Regions from separate parts of the Zea mays genome. Here all the other regions are linked to region 1. A link is a contact called in public Hi-C data. All regions are on one chromosome and are shown on one strand. The core of a region is the stretch at or near the end of the contact, and the rest is flanking DNA. Distances in the headings are between cores, read along the strand shown. Region 1 holds the start of LOC103650436 (stromal 70 kDa heat shock-related protein, chloroplastic-like). Region 2 has its middle 48 kb from the start of LOC103650435. Region 3 holds the start of LOC103650437. Region 4 has its middle 76 kb from the start of LOC100381865.

Evidence for each region. A called contact is a pair of places that touch in the nucleus more often than the background predicts.
Region 2: a Hi-C map of tassel shows a contact between it and region 1, with 3 times the contacts expected there. The contact joins the enhancer-like site here to the promoter of LOC103650436 in region 1. A contact is called at or near these places in 3 of 25 Hi-C or Micro-C datasets (endosperm, leaf and tassel).
Region 3: a contact with region 1 is called in a Hi-C map of ear, with 7 times the contacts expected there. The contact joins the promoter of LOC103650437 here to the promoter of LOC103650436 in region 1. A contact is called at or near these places in 9 of 25 Hi-C or Micro-C datasets (bundle sheath, ear, leaf and 3 more).
Region 4: a contact with region 1 is called in a Hi-C map of tassel, with 2.4 times the contacts expected there. The contact joins the enhancer-like site here to the promoter of LOC103650436 in region 1. A contact is called at or near these places in 3 of 25 Hi-C or Micro-C datasets (ear, leaf and tassel).

Annotation. Positions count from the first base shown.
Region 1 is chr3:99,947,726-99,950,798 of Zm-B73-REFERENCE-NAM-5.0, reverse strand. LOC103650436 (stromal 70 kDa heat shock-related protein, chloroplastic-like) reads right to left here and starts at 1,463. Exons shown (of 8, transcript NM_001367263.1): 1 at 773-1,463. The coding sequence starts at 1,321.
Region 2 is chr3:99,544,162-99,547,234 of Zm-B73-REFERENCE-NAM-5.0, reverse strand. No RefSeq gene overlaps it. Among protein-coding and RNA genes, the nearest start is that of LOC103650435, 48 kb to the right of the region's middle. Within about 2 kb of position 1,589, at least 17 of the 20 cell types and tissues checked have an H3K27ac peak or open chromatin away from gene starts, as enhancers often do. A contact at or near this core is called in leaf and tassel, where this site is marked.
Region 3 is chr3:100,263,426-100,266,498 of Zm-B73-REFERENCE-NAM-5.0, reverse strand. LOC103650437 reads left to right here and starts at 1,529. Exons shown (of 8, transcript XM_008676007.4): 1 at 1,529-1,863; 2 at 2,007-2,012; 3 at 2,855-3,073. The coding sequence starts at 2,947.
Region 4 is chr3:99,652,967-99,656,039 of Zm-B73-REFERENCE-NAM-5.0, reverse strand. No RefSeq gene overlaps it. Among protein-coding and RNA genes, the nearest start is that of LOC100381865, 76 kb to the left of the region's middle. Within about 2 kb of position 1,424, at least 18 of the 20 cell types and tissues checked have an H3K27ac peak or open chromatin away from gene starts, as enhancers often do. A contact at or near this core is called in ear, leaf and tassel, where this site is marked.

The DNA.
Region 1 (3,073 bases), core at 214-2,713:
GGGCCTCTCCTGGACTTTGGGAAGAAGGAGAGGCCCTTGGCTCCAGCTAATTCCCAATGTACAACTTACTACAAAAGTAAAATGATAAGTATAGCACATCTACTGGACTGGTAGCTAGTAGCAACTCAAAAGTAGTTCTATACAGATGATAGTGTGCCATATTCTTATACATTCAAAAACTCACTCCCCCAGGTCATAAGTACATAAGAACACAAATGACCAACTGCGTAACTGAAGCAAAGAAATTTCAAGCAAACCACAATGTTGATAGAAATCATATCACAATGCCATTTGTTTTCAAGCTGAAATCAAAATACATAAACCCAGTTTGGTGCACCCAGAATTTTACATATGCAGCCTTCTGGGGAAAAAATCCATGCATTCAAAACTGGCACTAACTCTCCAAAGAATCAGAACAGTATAGCATTACCAAATATTCTAACACAGACTGGGTGCCTAGTAACACAAAAACAACTTACTTTAAATTCACTCAGTGTTTATGTGGCAAAATACACCTTTTACCTCAAACGCAATGTAACCACTTGCATTACAAAAAGCATCCATCTGGATCTGGTGTACCTTAACAAATGATTTGCCAGGTCCAGGAGCTATTCTCTAGTAAAACTGCAATTGAATGACAACAAGAGTAGCATTTACCCATATCCTCAGAACTCTAATTTCTGTACAAGTCGTCCCATGAAAAAAATACAGTAAAAGTAAAATGCATATCCACCAGCTGAGAGTAGAAAACCTATCTAACATAACAAGTTACCTGCGCAGAGATCTCCTCGGCAGCAAACTGTTTGCCAATAGCGGGGCAGTCGAGTTTGACGTTGCCGTTGTCGTCTTTGACAACGCCGTACGAGACCTGCTTGGCCTCGTCGTCGACCTCAGACATCTTGCGGCCGATGAAGCGCTTGACAGAGAAGAAGGTGTTCTCGGGGTTCACGACCGCCTGGCGCTTAGCGATCTGCCCCACCAGGCGCTCCCCTGTCTTGGTGTACGCCACTACGGAGGGAGTCGTGCGCGCACCCTCAGCGTTGGTGACGACGGTCGGCTTGCCGCCCTCCATGGCGGCGACCGCGGAGTTGGTGGTGCCCAGGTCGATCCCCACCACCTTCTCGCACGTGACCCGCAGCGCGGAGCCCCCGCGGACCCCGCGAGAGGGCGCGCGCATCTGCACCGCCGCCAACCGCCGGCCCACGAAGAGGGAGCTCGACGGAATGGCGCCCCCGGGGCCGCTCCGCCGCCGGTAGCCGAGGAAGGGCGAGGCTCCGCCCGCTGCCGCAGCGCCGACCTGGGAGCAGGTGAAGGAGGCCATGGCTCGCGCTCGTGCCGGGGGAACTCTAACCCTATCCAAGGAGGGGGTTGACGAGGTGAGGTGGGGACTGGGGGGAGCGGCGGAGGGGAGGAGGGGCGAGGGGATAAGACGGGGAAGGAGGAGGGACGGAGGGAGGAAAGTTTATACTGGCTAGACGCTGACGTGTGGGGCCTGCCGCTAGGAAGTTGGCATGCACTGCGGGTCGCGACGGCGGAGGCCGTGGAGACAGCGTGAGGTTTTGAACAACTGGGGTTTGCCGTTTGCACTTAGTCCAAATTTCTTTTGCATTTTAGCCATTTTTCCAAAAAAAAATAATCATGTTTAGATCCTGACGTCTTAATTTTTTTTTAATTTGCTCGGCGCCGTAGTCTATAGCGCCGAGATAATACTGATCAGCGCCACAGTCTATAGCGCTAAGATACGTGACTCATTGACTAGTGAGGGCTGATGCGATGTTTTCGTGGAGCCGACGTGGCAGCTATCTCGGCGCCACAGATCTTGACGTCGAGCTAGTATTTAAACGCCGGGGCAGTTTCTCTTTCTCCATTATCTCCCTAACCTCTCTCACTGAACCGATGGAGCCCCGCCGCCGCCCAAGCCCGCTGCTCCCCCCGTCGTCACTCGAGCCCCGCTCCACGCCGGCCTGCCGCCCGCGCCACAATGTCGTTGTGCCGCCCTCGCGCCGCCCGCGCCAACGAGGTGCTCCCTCGCCGGACCGCCACCGCCTGGCCTGCTCCTCCCGTGCCCCGCTAGGCCTGCTCGCCGGACAGTCGTCGCCTCCCATGCACCGCCATCGCCGGTAAGCACACCACTCCGGACCGCCACCTCCTGCATCGGTAGTTTAGTAATTAGTTAGTATTTCTTTAGTGTTTAGGGTTTAGTAATTAGTTAGTATTTACTTAGTTTAGTGGTTAGTTAGTATTTAGTGTTTAGTATTTTAGTATTTAGTTAGCATTTAGTATATCTTTAGTTTGTAGTTAGTTAGTATTTCTTTAGTTTGCAGTATTTAGTTAGCATTTAGTTACTATATATTTCTTTAGTTTGTAGTTAGTTAGTATTTAGTAATTTAGTATTAGTTAGCACATGTTCACTTGGTTTAATGTATAGTTAGTTACCTATTTACTTGTTAGTATATGTAGTTAGCTAGCTATTTAGTTGTTAGTATATAGTTAGCTATTACTTGTGAGTATATTTAGTGAATGTTCTTGTATATGTCTGTCATAGTGTTGTTATCTCAATTGTAGAGTGTGCATGTCAGCCATCGTGTTGTTCGTTTCTCTGCAGGTTTCAGAAACCTCATTGTATAGGGAAGGTGATGCCGGATTTATTACTTGGAGTAATATGTTTTTTTGTAGATACGAGACCATCAGGCTCCACCTCCGCCATCGGTAGCTTGTCTCCACTGGAACCTCAGGTATACCCTATTTTCGCACAGTATTCTTTAATTATATTACTCTGTTTGATGTGGTTAGTTATTAGTTAGTATATAGTTATTAGTTAGTATGTAGTTATTACTTGATTATTACTTATTAAGTATTTAGGAATTAGTATATTAGTAGATGAGATTAGTAATTAGTTAGGCATTAGTTGATAGTGTAAGTCAGGTACCATATTTAATGGTTATTGAGTTATGAATTCGTTTTTGTGGTTAGTTATTAGTTAGTATATAGTTATTAGTTAGTATGTAGTTATTACTTGATTATTACTTATTAAGTATTTAGGAATTAGTATATTAGTAGATGAGATTAGTAA
Region 2 (3,073 bases), core at 340-2,839, 400 kb after region 1:
TACTCACCGCAATACAAACAAGCACAGTATATAGAGAACATTAACAACACACCAAACATGTAAACAAAATACATAATAATAATCTACACATTAAAATAAAACCCTAGGAATAGGAATCATAAATTTTGGAGTTATAGATTTTAAGATATGAATTTTCAAAGGTTTTATGTGCTTAAAATAGGATTAAGTGGGAAATTAATTTTATTACTGTTTTCATGTCAAAACAGATATTCTAAGTGATAGAAAATAATATTACAAAATTTTAGAAACTGGAATGGGTTAATTTGGAGTTCATATGAATTTTCTATGGAATAAACAAGTTCTAGCCTTTTATTTTTACACTAAAATTCCATTTCTAAATCAATTTCTCTGTTATAATATCTATCTAGGCTGCGCACCAAAATTTGAGAAGCACAGGGGTTATTCTACAAATACACCCGAGACTCAGTCCAACCCCGCAGTGGACCGCGGGTTCATCTCCTAATTCCAGAGGGGCTCTTTAAGCAAAATGCGCCACGAAAGGGTGCGCAGCGATCACGACCGTTGGATTAGACACGGGCGCGCTAGATTAAATTATTACTCTTGCGAACCGGTACGCGATATCGCCCGTCAGATCAAATCTCAATGGTGCGGATTGGAATCTAGTTACAAATAGCGGCAACACGCTAGAACCGCCCGATTTCCTATCTACGATGGAGATCTAATGAAGTCCCCATACCCTCATTTTAACCGTACGATTCTAATCCTACGGGCCAGACCCTTCGTTCTCTGGATTCAATCACAACTGCACGATGCATATCACACGGCACACTGTCACTCTCCTTCCCCTGGCACTGGTTCACGGCGAGCAGGCCACCGCACGGCGGCGGGTTCACTGGAGCTCGCGAAATCCGGTCCTCCCGAGCGCCATACCCCAATTCGCACGACCCTCGCGAAATTGACGATCCCCCAAGCCTGATTCACCCCTCGATTGCTGCCACCATCCATCGTAGAACCCGGTCCACAGTGTGCCGCTCCAGCAACACCCGCTACCCCGAATCGACACACGAGCCATGGCTAATTGGGTGCTACGCGACCGACAAACTGAGGAAATTAACGGGGTTTCTCATACCTAACTGCGCAGCAGAGGTTCTCCGGCCCCGGTGGATGAGTGGAGGTCGGGATTCCGTGGCGTCGACGAGGAATTCCCGAGCGCCGCAACCCAATTCGTGCGAGCAGCGGCCTTGGTTTGCTTCCTGGCGCACCGAAGACGCCCCCCGGTTCACAAGTGAGGTCCCAGCGATGTCAATCCGGCTACACCCGTGAAGGTCGTCGTAGGTGGTTGACGTGAATTCCGCCCGCGATGGAGTAGCTAATGGCGGCGACTTGAGGTGATTGGTCTAGGCGTTGTGAGGCAAAAACCCTAGTGTCCACGAATTTATCTCAGGGTGCGGACGAGTCCGTGGTGTAGCGAAGGTCCGGCCGCAGCTCCTTTCCCAGCCGCATCGCGCGAGGTAGTTGCAACAGCTCGGTCGTCGGGGAAGAGCTACAGAGCGACTGACGATGGGGCCCTCGTAGCAGAGACAAAGGGGCGAGGGAGTGTGACTGCGCAACGGGCTGCCAGACCGGGCCCACGGGGAGGTGACCGTGCGCGCGGGGAGGGGCAGAAACTTGGGTCGCGCAAGGGAAGAACGGAAGTGGGCCAGATTTGGTTGCTTAGGCCCAACTGTGCCCAGTTCTGTTTTTCTTTTAATATTTTCCTTTTCCTTTCCTTCTTTTCCAAATTCAAATTTAAATTCTAGTTTAAATTCAAACTTGTGACAAATTTATCCTTAGATTATATTGTGTCATGACAAGTTTCAATTTGGAGATATATATATATATATTATTTATATTTTTATATCACATAATATTTGTTTGCTTCTCTTTTCTAAATTCTAGAATCTCTTTTAGGTTTTAGATTCCACTTTGGACTTTTTAATATATTCCTTGTCACATTATTATTTTATATTGACACAATATGCTCACAAAATACAAAACCCAGCATGATGCATGATTTATTTGAGTGTCTTTTGTTAATTATTTATTTGTGTAAGTGAGGTGTCCACATGAAATGATAAGTAGAGATAACACACACACATATATATATATATGAATTTAATTTCTCCTTTTAGATTTTTCTTACAAAGTGGGTATTACAATTCCCCAGCTCCCTTTTGAGCCCCACCCGCACCCGCTCTCTCTCCCTTGCCTCATTTCACTCTCGCCCAGCCTCTCTCGTGTGTAGTCGCCGCCACCCGAACTCGCCGGTGATCCGCACCCGCCGCGTCGTCTGCCCGGAGCTCCGAACGTCGCGCCAAGCCCTGCTCGAGCGCTATCCTGAGGTAAGGAACTGTCCCCACACCTTTTTTTTGCCCCGATTCCTTTACCTCTGCGGTGAATTAGAGCTCGTCGGAGCTTTGCCGCCGATTCGCCGCAACCGCACAGCGTCTGGCCGATTCAGCCCCACCGCGTGCTTGCTTTTCAGCCCTAGGTGTCCCACACCCCTCACCGGAGCCTATGTCGGCCTCGGCGCGCTTGATCACCCCTCCCCGCGGTCGGGATTGCTCGCTGGAGTAACCCCGACCCACCCGGAGCACCCTCTCCGTCGTTTGCCAGCTTCCAGCCCCGTTCTCACGGCCAAAACCCCACCATCGAGTTCGCCGGGTTCCCATCACCCGTCCTGACCAGCTCCGGCAACCTCAACCCCCTGGAGCCCGCACCTACCTCATCTATGGCGACTTCACCGCCGCGGACAGGAGCAGCACCGCCCGAAGCCACCAACACCCCTTGGCGTTTGATCTCAACCGTCTGCTCCGGATCCAGCGGCCCAGATCACTGGATACCGATAGCATGGGCACCCCCTGCCCCTGGGTCCTACTTGTCGATCGCCTTCGCCCCTGGCGCTAGGCCCGACTGGTCAGCCCCTCACCCCCGAGCTGCTGACTGCCCTGTCCCGCCTATTAGTGCGTGCTCGCCCGCAGATTCGATCTCGGGCGTTGATCTGCTATCGGATGGCCGAGAACGCCCGATACCCCTTCGCTCGGCCTTTTTG
Region 3 (3,073 bases), core at 280-2,779, 320 kb before region 1:
TAATTTGCTATGTAAATTTATATTCTTGTTTTTAACATTGAGATTATTAATCTTCACAAAAAATAAACATTAAATTCATTCTATATCTTTTTAAATAATTCATATAAAATTCGGATGTCTATCCGAATACGGATTCGGATGTTTTTTTACCTTTTTTGTTGTAAGGAGAAAATAATGTACATAAAAAATATAAAAAAATTTATTTAAATACTTTATAATATTCTTAATAACATTGCCGAAAATTAACTTTAAATTCTATGTATATCTATGCTAAAATATTAGATTTGTGATACAATTCGGATGTGTTAGGAACATCTCTACTCCGTATAAAACTTGTCTAGACCATGGTCAGGAACATAGGATACATAATTAAGGAAGGTCTTAATTAAGTTGGGAAAAGTTAAAACCTTAGAATATTTTCTAGCCTTATACCTCTTAACATCTTTTTCTTCCAGTTTTTCCGAAACACTTGTTTAAGTATAAGTATGTCCACCGTAACCAAGACCACTTAAACCACATTGCTTAACAAGGGCACAAAACTTATTAATACAAAATAAGCAAGAGTTCCATCCCTACTTTTCATTTAGATGCATAATAATGTTAAGACCCTCTATACACAATGTCTGTTTGGTTGAAAACCTTGCATGTTAAATAATATTGCCTAGAATTTACCTAGAAATTAAATCCAATCAATTTGATTAGAGGTATGTACCGAAGAAAAACCTAAACTCTAAGCTCTACCAAATGAGCCCTAAGGGTTCGTTTGATACAACTCCGCTTTATGATTCTCTAGCTCCAGTAGTTGGTTATTCGATAGAGTGATTCTGAATGATTCTCTACGAGAAGTGAATTTATCCGACGAAAAAAATGTTTGGCAAATAGTGTGTGAAGTGATTCCTAAGGGGTGGAGAGTGGAGCACGTTGGGAGCGGCAGAAGTAGATTTTTTTAGATGGATGGGAGTAATTATCGCTGAGAGTGGAGCTGTTAGAGCTCTACCAAACACACCTAACATATCTATCGACGGTTCATATGAGGCAAAGACCTATGGAGAGGGGCTATGGAGAGGGGCTACATGCATGAATCATGATGTGTTTAGATCTAGTCACTAAATTTTAACTCCGTCACATATATTTCAATACTAATTAGAAGTAATAAATATAGTCTAATTATAAAACTAGTTACACATAAATGAATAAACAACAAAACACACTTATTATAATCAATTAGTTCATAATTCACCCATGTGATGGTATGATAAACATTTGCTAATAATGAATTAATTAGACTTGATAAATTCGTGTTACTGTCGTTTAGTCTGTGTAATTAAAATTTTTAAATAATATTATATTTAATAATTTGTATTCAAAACCCAATGTGACAAACTTGTCACGGAAACTGAACACCCCTACATCTCCTACAGTAAAATGATTATTAATTGAGTTGTAGTAATCTTAAAATGATCATTAACTGAGTTGCAGTAATAAGTTTCTGATATGAAAATCAGGCATTCAGGCGCGCAGTTGCAGAGTTGCTGCATGGTTGAACACGTGAGAAGGCCCCTCATGGCTCCGATGATGACCTGTAATGGACATCAAAAGACTGTTTAGCTTGGGTGCCTACTGCCTACAAGTAAAACGAGGCGAACCTGCAAAACCCGTAGCTGACGCATAGGGAGGGGAGGAACATTAGCCTGGACCCTGGAAAGAGCAAGCAAGTCGGCGACGGGCAACCCGTTTCGGCGGCGGCGCTAGGGCGCGGACCCCCAGCAAGTAGCCACCGCAGGCAAGCTCCTCCTCCCGCCCGCCCATTGGAATGCGGAGAGATCCACCCGGGAGTGGGTGGATTGGTTTCTTCCTCTGTTGGTAAGTGATTCCTGGCCGGGCTTTGCTTGGACGGATTCCGTCCTAGGAGCTTTTGTTTCTTTGTCGCCAGGCGAACTGAATCTTGCTTCTTCCCCACACGTTGTGCTGTGGATAAGCCTGCTGCTTGGTGTCTATCCGTTCAGGACCTGGTGAGGTTCTTCTTCCTCTCCTCCGGTGCGCAAGAATGAAATTAGGTTCCACAATGGCACATTGGTGTCTCATTCGTCCCCAATCTGAAGTTCATTTTCTAACAATTTTTCCGGGTTCAGTTTTTTTACTCAATTCTCGAGGGTTTATAGTCAGAAATCTTAGGGGACGTTATTGGCGTTTGAGTTTTGCTATTGCGGTAGATTAATATTGGATCCTAGAGTGTGGTTGAGTGAAGTGTGTAATTCTTTCTTTTTCCCTTTTTAAGGGTTTCTTGAATTGTGAGGTTAGTAGTTCATTTAGATCATCTCACTGTTTGATCCACCAGATGCGGCTAATGGTGTTTGTGTATTGCGAAATGATGAGCTTGAATGTGAGCTTTTCCAGTGGTGTGGTGTTGGTCTGGTTTGTTTTCCCGACACATTTTTTGGAGACATGCCTCTGGGTTGCTGTTTTCTCTTGATGGGGTGGAACTTTTCGTCCAGAATGTGATGAATTGGGCTTTGGAGTGCAACAATTATACGATACACTTCAAGTTTTGAGGGTCCTTTCGGGGGCCTTTTTTTATGTTCATCCTGTCTGTTTGCTTTCTAGGAAGGTAGTACCTATGTCAGCATGAGGTATTGGGTAATTTTGTGTGGTGGTGAGATCGCTTGGTTACTTTGGGCAATGCATGGTTCACAACTTAAGAGTTCTTTTATTACTTTCCATTTCTTGCCCTCTGTTCGCTGTGTCAGCAACTCTCTTCGTATATTTGACAAGGATATGTGTCGAATGCCTTTTGAATTTTGGAGCATTTTATGTTTGTGTTCTTTAATCTTTACTAACAAAAGCCTATTTGCAGATACTTCAAATGGACTATTATGGACTCAGCTTGGTATCTGAAAAAGAACCAGCATAGCTACACTCCCTTTGCAAGACTAATAGACTCTAAAGATGCCTCCCTCACCATCACCTAGGAGATCTCTGAAAGAAGTTTGCCACGCAAGGGGGCATAGTTTTGTCAGTATTCTGCCTGCTAAATCGAAGGATGATGAACTCACGTTGTTCAAGGATATGCAGA
Region 4 (3,073 bases), core at 175-2,674, 290 kb after region 1:
ATCTACTAACTAGTATTTAAAACTTGAAACAAAACTTTTGTTTCCCATTAGGTTTAGGAATCATTTCAAAGCAAACTTGTTGCATCCCTTTTTTTAGTAATCTCAAGGACGAGATAATTTTTAAGGGGGTAGAATTTGTAGTACCCTAAAATCATGTTTTAGGTAAATTAGGAAAAGTTTATCTCAAGATTAAAATACTGTGAAACAAATGACAATGAAAAGAGCCCTGAGGAGTTAAAATAATCCTTTCATTTAAAACTTATACTTTGAAAGATTCTCTGAATGAATTTCACCAAAGTGTGGACCAATAAAAGTTTCATAATCATTTATGAATATGTAATAAACATTTAATTTGTTAAAGTTATTACTTATTTTATTTAATAAGTGATAGGAAAAGAGATCCTTAATTATTTGATTGTGTGATTTAATCTTTATTAATTTACATGTTTTAAAATATTATTACTTAGAGAAATAAGAATAGCAATAAAAAATATTGATATACTTTGCATCATGCTGGACTTTTCATTTGTGTATAGCAGATTTAAATTCAAACTTGAAATTTGAAATTGAAAACCAAAATAGGAAAATAAAAAAGAAACAATCGGGCGGCCCATGTCTTCTCACATGTAGGGCTAGTGGCCCACTTCCTTTCTTCCCTCACCCGCTCGGCCCTGCCAGCGGGCCTAGTAACCCTTCTCCACTCATGCCTTAGCCCAATCGCTCGCGCACGCACTCACTGATGATTGGGTCCCACATGTCAGCCCTCTTGCCTCGCACTCCCGTTCCCTCCATAATCATTGGCGCATGGGCCCCTCCTGATATCACCTTATCTCTTCTGCACCCTTCCCCGCTTCGATCTCTAGTAGGTGGACCCCGACACCAGGGCCTTCTTCCCAGTTGCAACAGAGTTCACCGCAACTTTTGATCTTCACCGGCCAGTATGGGATGAAGTTGTTATGATTCCCTGCCTTACCAGCGTATAAGTGGGAGCCTAGGACCCCCTCCCTCTTCCCCATTGCTGGGAACCCGACCGCGATGGGAGCACAACACAGGGAGCCAAGAGCAGTTGGCGGCCACCACCATGGAACCCCACCGGCGTCTGCAATTGGAGAGCATGAGATGGTCAGGGAGCTACGTCGGGTCACGCTGGGGCGAATTGAGCTCTCTTCAGAAGAGTGGGCACCGTGGAGGCCTAGGATAGCTCGCCATTGACCCGCCTCCGCTGCGGATGGCCATGCGGCATGGACCGGCCTCACCACCAAGCTATGCCATGGTAAGACTCTGCTATCAAGTTTGTTGGTGCTTGAATTTTGTTTTACACGTTTTCCGAACACGATTTGTTCACTAGGCAGTCGTTGACCCCTCTCCGGCAAGGAATCGCCGTGGCTAGGCCTGGGCGCCATCGTGCCCTGCCCCTACGATGGGGTAAGAGAGATGTGCCCTGGACCGTCGGATCAAACTGTGTGGTCAGGATTAAAAGTAGCATACCTCCCTTTTCGCGTTTAAATCACAACGGTTGATTAGGTACCGGTTCGTTTAAGTGGGGATCTAATCTAGGTCGTGAGCTTTGGATCCCATGGCCTAGGTGTCATCATACCCTTTCGGCCGCGTGGTTTTGTTAAAAACTCCTTGTGCTTTTGTTTATTCAACCCGCCATCCACACAAGTAGGAAAATAATTACATATGGGTCCTTAGGTTTACGATTTTAGCCCCAGGGATCTAAGAAATAAAATGGTTATCTGATTTATATAAATTAGGCTCCAAAATGGATTTTTAGTATAAAAGTAATTCAATAGACTTTGGAAATTCATATATTGCACATTGTAACTCGGAATAACTCCGTTCTAGTTGTGTAATCTTCGTAATAACATTATCTACACAATAACAACTAGATATTGTTTAATCTATGTTTAGCAGATTAATATTGCTAATCAAAGTTAATCAATTTATAATTATAATCTGACTAAAATATGATATCTAATCAAGTTATAACCTAGACTAAAGTTGAATTAGTTATTTATTTGTAATATACTTTTGACTTGATTTATATCATAAAATATATTATTATCATTTAATCACCTAAAACTTTAGAAAAACTTAGCTTCTGAACCATAACTCCGATTTTAGTCGTTCTGGAACCTACGATCTCGTAGCGACGCGTAGAATATTCTTACGCTGTTTGTTCTCATGTTTGGTGTACTGTTATTTTTATGTGCTCCTTGTCTATTTGTATGTATTGCTACGAGTAGTAGTGAGGTCACGACAAATCTGAAGACCAATTTGGTGAAGTACAAGGGATCTCAAGTCTAAGGCAAGTTGTGCCCTTGATCACTCTTCTTTATCTAATAATGTTCCTGTTAATCACTATGACATGCTCAGGTTAATTTGATGGGACCTAATAGGTTTTCCTAGTATTGTTTATCCCACACCTTGTTTACCACTGAACCTTTGGGTAGTATATGCTATTGCTCTACCTGGTTTTAGGTTTAATGTTACATTTGAATTATGATCATGTTCCAATTTTGCTGTTGTTTTAAGTATTGTTCATGACAAGATCATCATGTATATTGGAACATGGAGCTTAACTTGAGATAACAGTGCTACCATATGGGTGGTATGGGACGCCCTTAGCTGACTAATTAGGAAATCTAGTGCATGAGTACCTTACCCGAAAAGGGGAACGACGGTAGGGAAGTTGTCGGTATAGGGAGGTTCTCGGGTTCATCATGCTGCGATGGCTTTTTAGACAAGGGATTCCTATATCGCTCTCCTCAGAAACCATAGTGGCTTTTCCGAAGCTAGTGGAACTTTGTAAAGGCCTCGTAGTGCTACACTGCCTCATCTCCTCGGCAAGGATGAATGGGGAGTCACGATTCCTTGGCAAATGGGTAATACGACTTGTGGGTAAAGGGCACAACCTCTGTAGAGTGTAAAATTGGTATATCAGCCGTGCTCACGGTCATGAGTGGCTTAGACCCTCACATGAGTAATTTATGGAAGTAAACTTAATTTGTCATTTGCATTGCATTGTGGGTGTTATTATTAATTTTGATCTCTTATTTAATTGGGTTGA